2 separate regions of the Macaca mulatta genome follow, and region 1 is linked to region 2. Evidence: chromatin contacts called from public Hi-C data. All regions are on one chromosome and are shown on one strand. The core of a region is the stretch at or near the end of the contact, and the rest is flanking DNA. Distances in the headings are between cores, read along the strand shown.

Region 1 (5,717 bases), core at 1,875-4,374, 140 kb before region 2:
GCAGATTGCGAGGTCATGAGTTCGAGACCAGCCTGGCCTATGTGGTGAAACCCCATCTCTACTAAAAATACAAAAATTAGCTGGGCATGGTGGCGGGCGCCTGTAGTCCCAGCTACTCTGGAGGTTGAGGCAAGAGAATTGCTTGAAACCGGAAGGCAGAGGTTGCAGTGAGCTGAGATTGCACCACTGTACTCCAGCCTGGGTGGAAGAGTGAAACTGTCTCAAAAAAAAAAAAAGGAATGGACTTTTTTGGCCAGCACAGTGGCTCACGCCTGTAATCCCAGCATTTTGGGAGGCTAAGATGGGCAGATCACTTGAGGCCAGGGGTTCGAGAACAGCCTGATCAACATGGTGAAACCCCACCTCTACTAAAAATACAAAAATTAGCTGAGTGTGGTGGCGGATGCCTATAATCCCAGCTACTCCGGAGGCTGAGGCACAGAAATCACTTGAACCTGGAGGGTGAAGGTTGCAGTAAGCCGAGATCGTGCCACTGTACTCCAGCATGGGCAATGGGGCAGAGGGCAGGACTCCATCTCAAAAAAAAAAAGAAAAAAAAGTTAGACTTTCTTTAGGAAGTGGGAGGCTGAGGCAGGAGAATTGCTTGAGACCAGGAGTTTGACACCAGACGGGGCAACATAGCAAGACCCTGTTTCTACAAAAATTTAAGAATTAGCCAGGTGTGGTGGTGCACACCTACAGTCCCAGCTATTTGGGAGGCTGAGGCAGGAGGATCTCTTGAGTCTAGAAGTTTGTGACCAGCCTGGGCAATATAGTGAGACCCCATCCAAAAGGAAAAAGAAAATTGCAAAGTAGAGAAGAGATTTGAAAGAATCAAACACTGGGCCAGGCGCTGTGGCTCATGCCTGTAATCCCAGTACTTTAGGAGGCTGAGGTGGGTGGATCACCTTTGCTCAAGAGTCAAGCCTGGAGAACATGGCAAAATCCTGTCTCTATAAAAAATATAAAAAATTAGCGGCCGGGCCCGGTGGCTCAAGCCTGTAATCCCAGCACTTTGGGAGGCTGAGATGGGCGGATCATGAGGTCAGGAAATCGAGACCATCCTGGCAAACACGGTGAAACCCCATCTCTACTAAAAAGCACAAAAAAAAAACTAGCCGGGCGAGGTGGCGGGTGCCTGTAGTCCCAGCTACTGGGGAGGCTGAGGCAGGAGAATGGCATGAACCCGGGAGGCGGAGCTTGCAGTGAGCTGAGATCCGGCCACTGCACTCCAGCCTGGGCGACAGAGCGAGACTCCATCTCAAAAAAAAAAAAAAAAAAAAAAAAATTAGCCAGGCCTGGTGGCATGAGCCTGTGGTCCTATACTTGGAGGCTGAGGTAGGAGGATCTCTTGAGCCTGGGAGGTGGAGGTTGCAGTGAGCTGAGATCATGCCACTGCACTCTAACCTGGGTGATAAGAGTGAGACTCCATCTCAAAAAATAAAAATAAAAGGCCAGGCGCGGTGGCTCAAGCCTGTAATCCCAGCACTTTGGGAGGCCGAGACGGGCGGATCACGAGGTCAGGAGATCGAGACCATCCTGGCTAACACGGTGAAACCCCGTCTCTACTAAAAAGTACAAAAAACTAGCCGGGCGAGGTGGCGAGCGCCTGTAGTCCCAGCTACTCGGGAGGCTGAGCCAGGAGAATGGCGTAAACCCGGGAGGCGGAGCTTGCAGTGAGCAGAGATCCAGCCACCGCACTCCAGCCTGGGTGACAGAGCGAGACTCCGTCTCAAAAAAATAAAAAAATAAAAATAAAAATAAAAATTCGAGGCAGGAATGCAACCGGAACCAAATCTCATAAAGTGCTCACATTTTAATAAAAGAGATATAACAAATGAACAAAAGTCCATTAAAATGTTAGAGGAAAAAACCCAATAGGATGTGTTACTAACCAGAAGGGGAGAAGGGATTTGCAGTGGTTAGGAAAGCCCTTTCCCAGAAGATAAGCTGAGACCTGTGCCAAGAGGGAGGCAGCCATGCAAATACTGAGAGGCAGGAAAAAACGAAGGGTCAGTGCAAAGATCTAGAGAGGGAAAGAACTTGTCTTGCTGGAGACGCAGTCAAGGTAGCCAAGGAGGGTACTGAGAAGAGTATGTCTGAGTGAGCAGGCAGGGACTCTATGGAGTAGGGGCTCAAAGGCGATAATTAGGCCAGGCGCGGTAGCTCACGCCTATAATCCCAGCACTTTGGGAGGCCGAGACGGGCGGATCACGAGGTCAGGAGTTCAAGACCAGCCTGGCCAAGACGGTGACACCCCGTCCCCGTCTCTACTAAAAATACAAAAAAAAATTAGCCGGGCGTGGTGTCAGGCGCCTGTAATCCCAGCTACTCGGGAGGCTGAGGAAGATAATTGTTTGAACACGGGAGCGGAGCTTGCAGTGAGACGAGATCGCGCCACTGCACTCCAGTCTGGACTCCGTCTCAAGAAAAAAAACACAAAGGCGATGATGAGCAGTTTGGGTTTTGTTTCTACTTACACTAGGACGACACGAGCGAGAGCATCCGTAATGAACAAGGGGAAGAGTGAAGCCACTGACTCGCGAGGTGACCGTGGGCAAGTTCCTGAATCTCGCTAACGCTCTTTAACCCCCTGGAAAATTGTTCGCTAATCGTCACATTAAACGGCTGCGAACGGGCCACGCTCAAGGCTTCGGGGCTGCAGCCTCGAGTTTACCTGTCCTCCAGGACCGACTCCATGGGCTCCACCCCGTCAGTGTCCACCGCACGTAGCCGGTCGGCGAAGGCGATAGCTTTCTCCAGTCGCGCCACTGCCTCGCAGCTGCCGAAGTCCACAAGCGCTAGACGCTCCAGGTGCTCGATCACCTGGGCCGTGATCCGGCCACTGCCCTGGAGGAGGAATGAGGCACGGAGTGTGGTTCACCGGCGCCCCGGTGTGCCTCCCGGCTTGCTCCGCCACCCGCCTAGATGGCCCTGGCCTTTACCTGAGGATCCGCCTTGGACGTGAAGCCCTGGCGCCCGCCCAGAGGGGCCCGAAGGCCCAGCCACACCAACCGCGACCACATTTCTTCCTTCCTTGGCCCCCGTAGTGCGCCCGCGCGTAACGCCGAGCGACGCGCCTAAGAGTGATGACATCAGAGTGCGCTGCCGCCGCCGCCGACACCACTGTCGCCATGAACAGTGTGGGGGAGGCATGCACGGACATGAAGCGCGAATACGACCAGTGCTTCAATCGCTGGTTCGCCGAGAAGTTTCTCAAGGGGGACAGCTCCGGGGACCCGTGCACCGACCTCTTCAAGCGCTACCAGCAGTGTGTTCAGGTGAGCCCTTCCGCCTCTGTTTCCAGGCCCCGCATTCTCCGCGCTGTGTCCCACTACACTCGTCGTGTTTTATGGGGGTTGGGACTGGACTGGAAGGGTGGAGAAAAGCCGCAGTGAGGTCAGTGGCAGGAGCTCGCTCCCCTATCATCACCACCGAGGCCGTTTGGGTGTCTCCCCGAATGACAAATATTGGTGCAGTGCTTTTGTTTTTAAGACACACAGTCACATCTTTTGGTTCATTTGGTGTTCATCCTAAACTCGCAAGGTGGGTATAGTTACTCATATTTTATACATAAAAAACTAACACCCAGAAATAGGAAGTGATTGATCCGAGTTCACTAGCACCAGGTTGCCTTGATTCTTTCGCAGGTGGTGCACTTTTCCACTATTACAGCTGAGGTCTGGGCGGGGTTATACTTCAGACTGGAGGATCACATTATTTTGATGTTATAAACCCTTCGTTAGCCTGTTTATCTCTCTTGACCAGTCCCCGCAACTGCAACTAGGAAATGTTTATTCTGGCCCAATGGATGTGGAACTGCTTTGAATTGTTAGAACAGCACTGGGCAAAGCACTTCCAATAAGTTAACCCAACACATCCTCACAGCAGTTCCCCGAGGTAGTTGCTGTCTTCATCCCATTTAGTTGGTCACATAGCCAGTAAGTCTTTCACCAACACAAAGTGATGATTATTTTTCAAATTTCACTTAATTTTAATGGTTCCCTCACAACTCCTTTTCCAGTCTCCCTCAGGTCTTACACTTGATTTATTCATTATGGTACTTTTGGTTTTTATTTTTGAGGCAGAGTCTCCCTGTCTCCCAGGCTGGAGTGCAATGGCACAATCTCAGCTCACTGGCAACCTCCGCCTCCCAGGTTCAAGCTATTCTCATGCCTCAGCCACCGGAGTAGCTGGAATTACAGGCATGCACCCCCATGCCCAGCTAATTTTTGTATTTTTAGTATAAACAGGGTTTCGCCATGTTGGCCAGGTTGGTCTCTAACTTCTGGCCTCAAGTGATCCACCTGCCTTGGTCTCCCAAAATGCTGCGATTATAGACCTGAGCCACCACACCCTACTGGTACTTGTTTTTTAAAAAGTATGTGGTTTGAATCATGGTTATAAGTCTTTATAATCAGCTTGATTTTACTTTTGTGCTGTCATATTTTATTTACAAAGCTTGCAACTTGAGCTTCATATAGATCCTTATAATGTGTTTTCTCCTCCTACCAGAAAGCAATAAAGGAGAAAGAGATTCCTATTGAAGGATTGGAATTCATGGGCCATGGCAAAGAAAAGTCTGAAAATTCTTCTTGACCTTGACAGTCACCTTGAAGGATTTCTCAATCCAGAAATTGAGGACTCTGGATTTTTGTCAACTAAATCTGTGAACCTAGCCATCAGATTTGATGAGGAACTTAGGAGAGAGGAGTTTTATTTCCCCCTTCGATGTTTTCCTCTCAGTTGTAAAAGATGAACTCTTTGAGATGATTTCTTACCTGCTGTGGCATCTGGCAGGAACTCAGTGTGCTAAAATTGAACAATTTTTTGAGATTATGGTTGCAATACTTGGTGTGGAATCAGCTTTACATAAATATACCTTGTATGCAAACGATGATAAACTAGTCAGGATGAGCAGAGCTGCCTGACCTCTTGATTTCTGCTGCGAAAGACATATACACTGTACTGGGGTCATCGTTCATGAAAGCAATTGGTTAAGACCTCTTTTTTTCTCTCAGGGAACTAATGCTCTGAAAAAGGATCTGGGCACAACAGTTTCAGTGAGTGCTTTTGAGCACACTTTTATTTTTATATAGTAACTAATGGTTAAGATTGCTGGTGGCCTGGATTAGCAAAGAGGAAGACAGCTTTTAACACAGTTCCCTGCCTTCACCAGAGGTGTCAGATTAAGATGTGAAAGCTGCAAGAATGTTGGAATGACCACCATTTCAGAGCTCTCAGTGTGTAGTTCAGGAATTAAGATATTTGGAATAGCTATGGAGGAAGAACCTAAATTGCAAAGATCTGCTATTGCCAGCTTTCAACCCAAGTCAGTGAATTGTCAACCTGCATATCCTTAAAATGCTGCATCTGGTTAAATGGTGGGCGGGTGGGGGGGGAAGCTAAAGGTGCTGGCTTTATTTGCCTTGTTTACTCATCCTGCCCTGTAATGTCTGTAATCCTAAAGATGGAATAAATTGTAACATTTAGTTTCTATCATTATTTGCCTCTGGAACTCAGTGCATTTTATGGAACTATTACCCTGTTACCCTACAAACCTCACGTATACACCAGGGAGAGTTTTGTAACTTAAAGGTGAAGAAAAAGTGACTTGTCTAAGCTAGGTGGTACAGTATGGCAATCAGAAACCTCACTGATTTTTTTTTTTTTGAGACAGTCTGGCTCTGTCGCCCAGGCTGGAGTGCAGTGGTGCA
Region 2 (5,086 bases), core at 183-2,682:
TTTCTCTACCTGCCTATAGGAGACACTCAATAAATGATTGCTGAATGCTAAATGAAGCGTTGGTCATCAGTGCTCAGGGTCTTTTTAATTCTTTGGCAGGCAAGAATGGAACTATTCTCAAATTCAAATTCAACAAGCATAAACTGAAGAACCCTTCTTTGCATACTGTGCTATGAAGAATTTCAAGGGATGCAAAATCAAGTTAGACCTGGCCTTAGTCTTCAACGAACTGTGAAGGCCATAAAAAAGTATTTCTTCAGTGAAAAGAAATTGCAAGTCCCTGTTGGATGGAAGAAAAGTTGGCTTTTAGGAAAATGGTGCTTACTTTTTTTTTTTTTTTTTTAAGATGACACAACAAACAAGAGAGAGAGCAGTCACAGGGCTACTAAAGGCCCTAAAGATATCCTCTGATGTAAAAATCTATCTCTTGGGCCGGGTGTGGTAGCTCAGGCCTGTAAATTCCAGCACTTTGAGAAGCCGAGGCTTGCTTGAGTCCAGCCTGGACAACACAGTGAAATCCCGTCTCTACAAAAAATCAACAAGGTGTTGCATGGCTGTAGTCCCAGCTACAGGCGAGATGGGAGTATTACCTGAGCCCTGAAGGTTGAGGCTGCAGTGAGACTGCACTCTGGCCTGGGTGACAGAAAGAGACCCTATCTCAAAAAAAAAGAAAAAAGAAAACAAACATAAAACCAACAACAAAATAACCCACCTCTTTTTCATCATCAAGGCTCGGGAAAGAGAATAAATTCCCTTAATAATCTTTAAATGAACATTTGTATGAAAGTAGGATATGCAAAACTAATTTAATGGCTAGGATGATTTGAATGAAGAAATAAGGAAATAAGCTGGATAGAGTAATTTGATGGAGAGATTACAAATTCCAGCAACCACATTGTCTTCGCAATGTCTACCGTATCACATATGTTCGTTAAATAATTGTTCAGCGAAGTTAGTGTGACCTACTGTTTCGCCGAAGCCAAGGAGAAAAAGCCACGTGGCCGTATTTACCTTTTCATGGCACGTGATGCTGTGTGACCAACCCGATCAACCTCTAGTCCACCGCCCCCCATCCTCCGCCAAAGGATGTGATTGTGATTGGATATCTTATGAGCACGTCGCTCTCGATCTCTCTTTTCTATTGGTCAATAGCGGCCCAGCACCCCCCCCCCCCGTCTATTTATGCCCCTCCCCGGCCCAGGCCCCGCCCCTCTGGCTCGCCCAGGAAACCTGAGTTGGCGCAGGCGCAGTGGCTGGTAATGGTCACCCCCACCCCCAGTGGCGTCCGCGTGAGGTGGCAGAGGGTCCCGTCTGTAGCTTCCTGGGGTCCTGGCGGCGCTCTTCTCCTGAGCCAGAATCCAGCAGGAAGGACAGAATGGGCGCTAGAGTGTGAAAAGAGGGCGAACTCACGTGGATGTGACTCTCCGGGTCGCTCTTCCCTGTCCCCCAGCTCCCCCTGCCGGTTTCCTGTGGGCATCGCCTTCATTGCTTTTATCCCGGGGACGGATTAGCGGGTAGGGAAAGTGGGGTGCGGGGAACAAAGGGGAGCTGAGAGAACAGATGGCCAAGCGGAGAGGCGAGGGGATGTTGGGCGAGCCACAGGCCTCTGAGGCGCCCCAAATCTACACTTAAATTTCCACCCCCACATTGAAGGGGGAAAAAAAACCGAAGAGATTTGCTGGTCTAACCTCCATGCTTTTGTATGTTGTTTCCTACCTTTTCCTACCTGGTGAAGGCATGTTTACCTTTCACAACCCAGCCTGGGTCACTTCTGGAAGTTTCTTGAGCTTTGTCCTTCTTCCCCAGGTACAGCTGCTGTTACCCCACCGGGTTTCTACAGCAGAAAGTCCGAGAGCGAACTCAGAACTGGACTGGCCTTCATTCCTGGCCTAGTCACCCTCTTGGTGACCTTGGGCAGGTTACCCGAAATAATAGTGCCCATATTGTAGGGTTGGGGGAATTAAGTGTGCAAATATGTTGTGTAAATGCTTTCTAAGTGCTTGTTGTATAGTAAATGTTCAATAAATATTATTTTCCTAAGGGGAAGGAGAGGAAAGGATAATGCACTTAAATTTTTCTTTAGAAAGTCTTTATTACATTAAGCAAGCCTTGGTTTGTCATCTTTTTCTATTTTTTTTTTTTTTTTACTTTTTATTACTATTATTTTTATTTTATTTTATTTTTTGAGATGGAATTTTGCTCTTGTTGCCCAGGCTGGAGTGCAATGGTGCGATCTCAGCTCACTGCAACCTCCGCCTCCCAGGTTCAAAGATTCTCCTGCCTCAGCCTCCCAAGTAGCTGGGATTACAGGCGCCGGCCACCATGCCCAGCTGATTTTGTGTTTTTAGTAGAGAGGGGGTTTCACCATGTTGGTCAGTCTGGCTGGTTTCGAACTCCTGACCTTGGGTGATCTACCCACCTCGGCCTCCCAAAGTGCTGGGATTACAGACTCATGTGAGCCACCGCGCTGGGCCTATTAGTAGTAGTAGTAGTAGTTTTTTTTGTTGTTGTTGTTGTTGTTTTTTTGAGATGGAATCTCACTCTGTCGCCCAGGCTAGAGTGCAGTGGCGCTATCTCGGCTCACTGCAAGCTCCGCCTCCCAGGTTCACGCCATCCTCCTGCCTCAGCCTCCCGAGTAGCTGGGACTGCAGGCACCCACCACCATGCCCGGCTAATTTTTTGTATTTTTCAGTAGAGACGGGGTTTCACTGTGTTAGCCAGAATGGGCTCGAACTCCTGACCACATGATCCACCCGCCTCGGCCTCCCAAAGTGCTGGGATTATAGGTGTGAGTCACCGCACTGACTGGCCTTTTTTTTTTTTTTTTTTTTTTTGAGACGGAGTTTTGCTCTGTCACCCAGGCCGGAGTGCAGTGGCATGATCTTGGCTCACTGCAGCCTCTGCCTCCTCGACTCAAGCAGTTCTTCAGCCTCAGCCTCCTAAGTAGTGGGATTACAGGCACTGGCCACCACGCCCGGCTAATTTTTGTATTTTTAGTAGAGACGGTTTTCACCATGTTGGCCAGGCTAGTCTGGAACTCCTGACCTCAGGTAATCGGCCCACCTCGGCCTCCCACTGAGCCCTGTTTGCAATTTTTTTTTTTTTTTTTTTTTGAGACGGAGTCTCGCTCTGTCACCCAGGCTGGAGTGCAGTGGCCGGATCTCAGCTCACTGCAAGCTCCGCCTTCCGGGTTCACGCCATTCTCCTGCCTCAGTCTCCCGAGTAGCTGGGACTACAGGCGCCTGCCACCTCGCCCGGCTAAGTTTTTTTGTATTTTTAGTAGAGACGGGGTTTCACTGTGTTAGCCAGGATGGTCTCGATCTCCTGACCTCGTGATCCGCCCATCTCGGCCTCCCAAAGTGCTGGGATTACAGGCTTGAGCCACCGCGCCCGGCTGCAATGTTTTTTAAAAGAGACAAACAGGTACACTTTGGGAGGCCGAGGCGGATGGATCACGAGGTCAGTAGATGGAGACCATCCTGGCTAACACGGTGAAATCCCATCTCTACTAAGAAAAAAAATACAAAAAAAATTAGCCGGGCATGGTGGCGGGCGCCTGTAGACCCAGCTACTCGGGAGGCTGAGGCAGGAGAATGGCGTGAACCTGGGAGGTGGAGGTTGCAGTGAGCCGAGATTGCGCCACTGCACTCCAGCCTGGGCGACAGAGCGAGACTGTGGTCTCAAAAAAAAAAAAAAAAAAAAAAAAAGCGACAAACAGGTACACAAAAAGGAAATGAAGCTCTGGGGAAGATGATTGTGAAGTCTAGTTAAAGAAGCTGGGCGCAGTGGTTCACAATGTAATCCCAGCCCTTCAAAAGGCCAAGGTAGGCAGATCACTTCAGGCCGGAAGTTCAACATGGCGAATCCCCGTCTCTACTAAAAATACTAAAATTAGCCAGGTGTAGAGACCCACGGGTGTAATCCCAGTTACTCGGTGGCTGAGGCACAAGAATTGCTTGAACCCGGGAGGTGAAAGTTGCAGCGAGCCGAGATCATGCCACTGCACTCCAGCCTGGGCTACAGAGTGAGATTCTGTCTCAAAAAAAGCACTCAATGTGGGCCAAAGGCAGATATGATGATTTCCTTTTCCATCATCCTGTCCATCTCCTAATGATAGTGACTGCATTTCCTTATTATGTGCCAGGTACTGTGCTACGAGCTTCACATGCATCATTGCCCTGCTTAATCTTAAAACCAACCCAATGAGGTAGCCACTATTATCTTCATCTACAAAGAGCCTGAAGTTAGACAAAAATAACTTGCCCAAGTCTTCTAACTAGTAAGTAGAAAAACTGGGATTGAGGCTGGGTAAGGTGACTCACACCTGTAATCCCAGCACTTTGGGAGACCAATGTGGGAGGATCGCTTGAGTCCAGGAGTTTGAGACCAGCCTGGACAACATAGTGAGATCCTGTCTTTACAAAAAATTCAAAAATTTATCCAGGCATGGTGGTACGCACCTGTAGTCCCAGCTACATGGGAGGATTCCTTGTGCCAAGGAGGTTGAGACTGCAGTGAGCCCTGTTCCTGCCACTGCACTCCAGCCTGGGTGACAGCAAGACCCTGTCTCAAAAAAAAAAGTTGGGGGACGTTGAAATCCAAGTCAATCTATAACCTAAGAGTTGTTTTGTTTTGTTTTTGAGACAGTCTCTGTCACCCAGGCTGGAGGGCAGTGGCACGATCTTGGCTCACTGCAGCCTCTCCCTCCCAGGTTCAAGCGATTATTGTTCTTGTGAGACCCCTCAGTACAATCTCTGACAGTTGGTCATGCTGCCTAGGAGTGTTGGATTTCCTATTGGTCCTTCCTCTGATCCACTCAGAAAAACTTTAGTTCACTTTTGCAAAAGTAGTAGCTGGGATTACAGGTGTGCACCATCACACCTGGCTGATTTTTGTATTTTTAATAAAGACAGAGTTTGGCATGTTGGCCAGGCTGGTGTCAAACTCCTGGCCTCAAGTGATCCACTCACCTTGGCATCCCAAAGTGCTGAGATTACAGGCATGAGTCACCTCACCTGACTACCTAAGAGTTTTAATTCCATTCTATATTCCTTTTCTAATAAATTGAGAAAAAGACAAAAAAAGA

The links. A called contact is a pair of places that touch in the nucleus more often than the background predicts.
Region 1: a Hi-C map of fetal cortex germinal zone shows a contact between it and region 2, with 2.0 times the contacts expected there. The contact joins the promoter of TRIAP1 here to the enhancer-like site in region 2. A contact is called at or near these places in 2 of 14 Hi-C or Micro-C datasets (cortical neurons and fetal cortex germinal zone).

Annotation. Positions count from the first base shown.
Region 1 is chr11:127,755,039-127,760,755 of T2T-MMU8v2.0, reverse strand. TRIAP1 (TP53 regulated inhibitor of apoptosis 1) reads left to right here and starts at 3,124. Exons shown (of 2, transcript XM_015152966.3): 1 at 3,124-3,281; 2 at 4,516-5,502. The coding sequence starts at 3,135. The coding sequence ends at 4,599. It overlaps GATC (glutamyl-tRNA amidotransferase subunit C), which reads right to left and starts at 3,063. Exons shown (of 4, transcript XM_015152965.3): 1 at 2,946-3,063; 2 at 2,678-2,850. The coding sequence starts at 3,026. It overlaps LOC144333153 (a long non-coding RNA gene), which reads right to left and starts at 1,565. Exons shown (of 3, transcript XR_013401568.1): 1 at 1,397-1,565.
Region 2 is chr11:127,614,942-127,620,027 of T2T-MMU8v2.0, reverse strand. All of the region lies in intron 4 of SIRT4 (sirtuin 4), which reads right to left. Among named protein-coding and RNA genes, the nearest start is that of PLA2G1B, 13 kb to the left of the region's middle. Within about 2 kb of position 1,432, at least 32 of the 40 cell types and tissues checked have an H3K27ac peak or open chromatin away from gene starts, as enhancers often do. A contact at or near this core is called in cortical neurons and fetal cortex germinal zone, where this site is marked.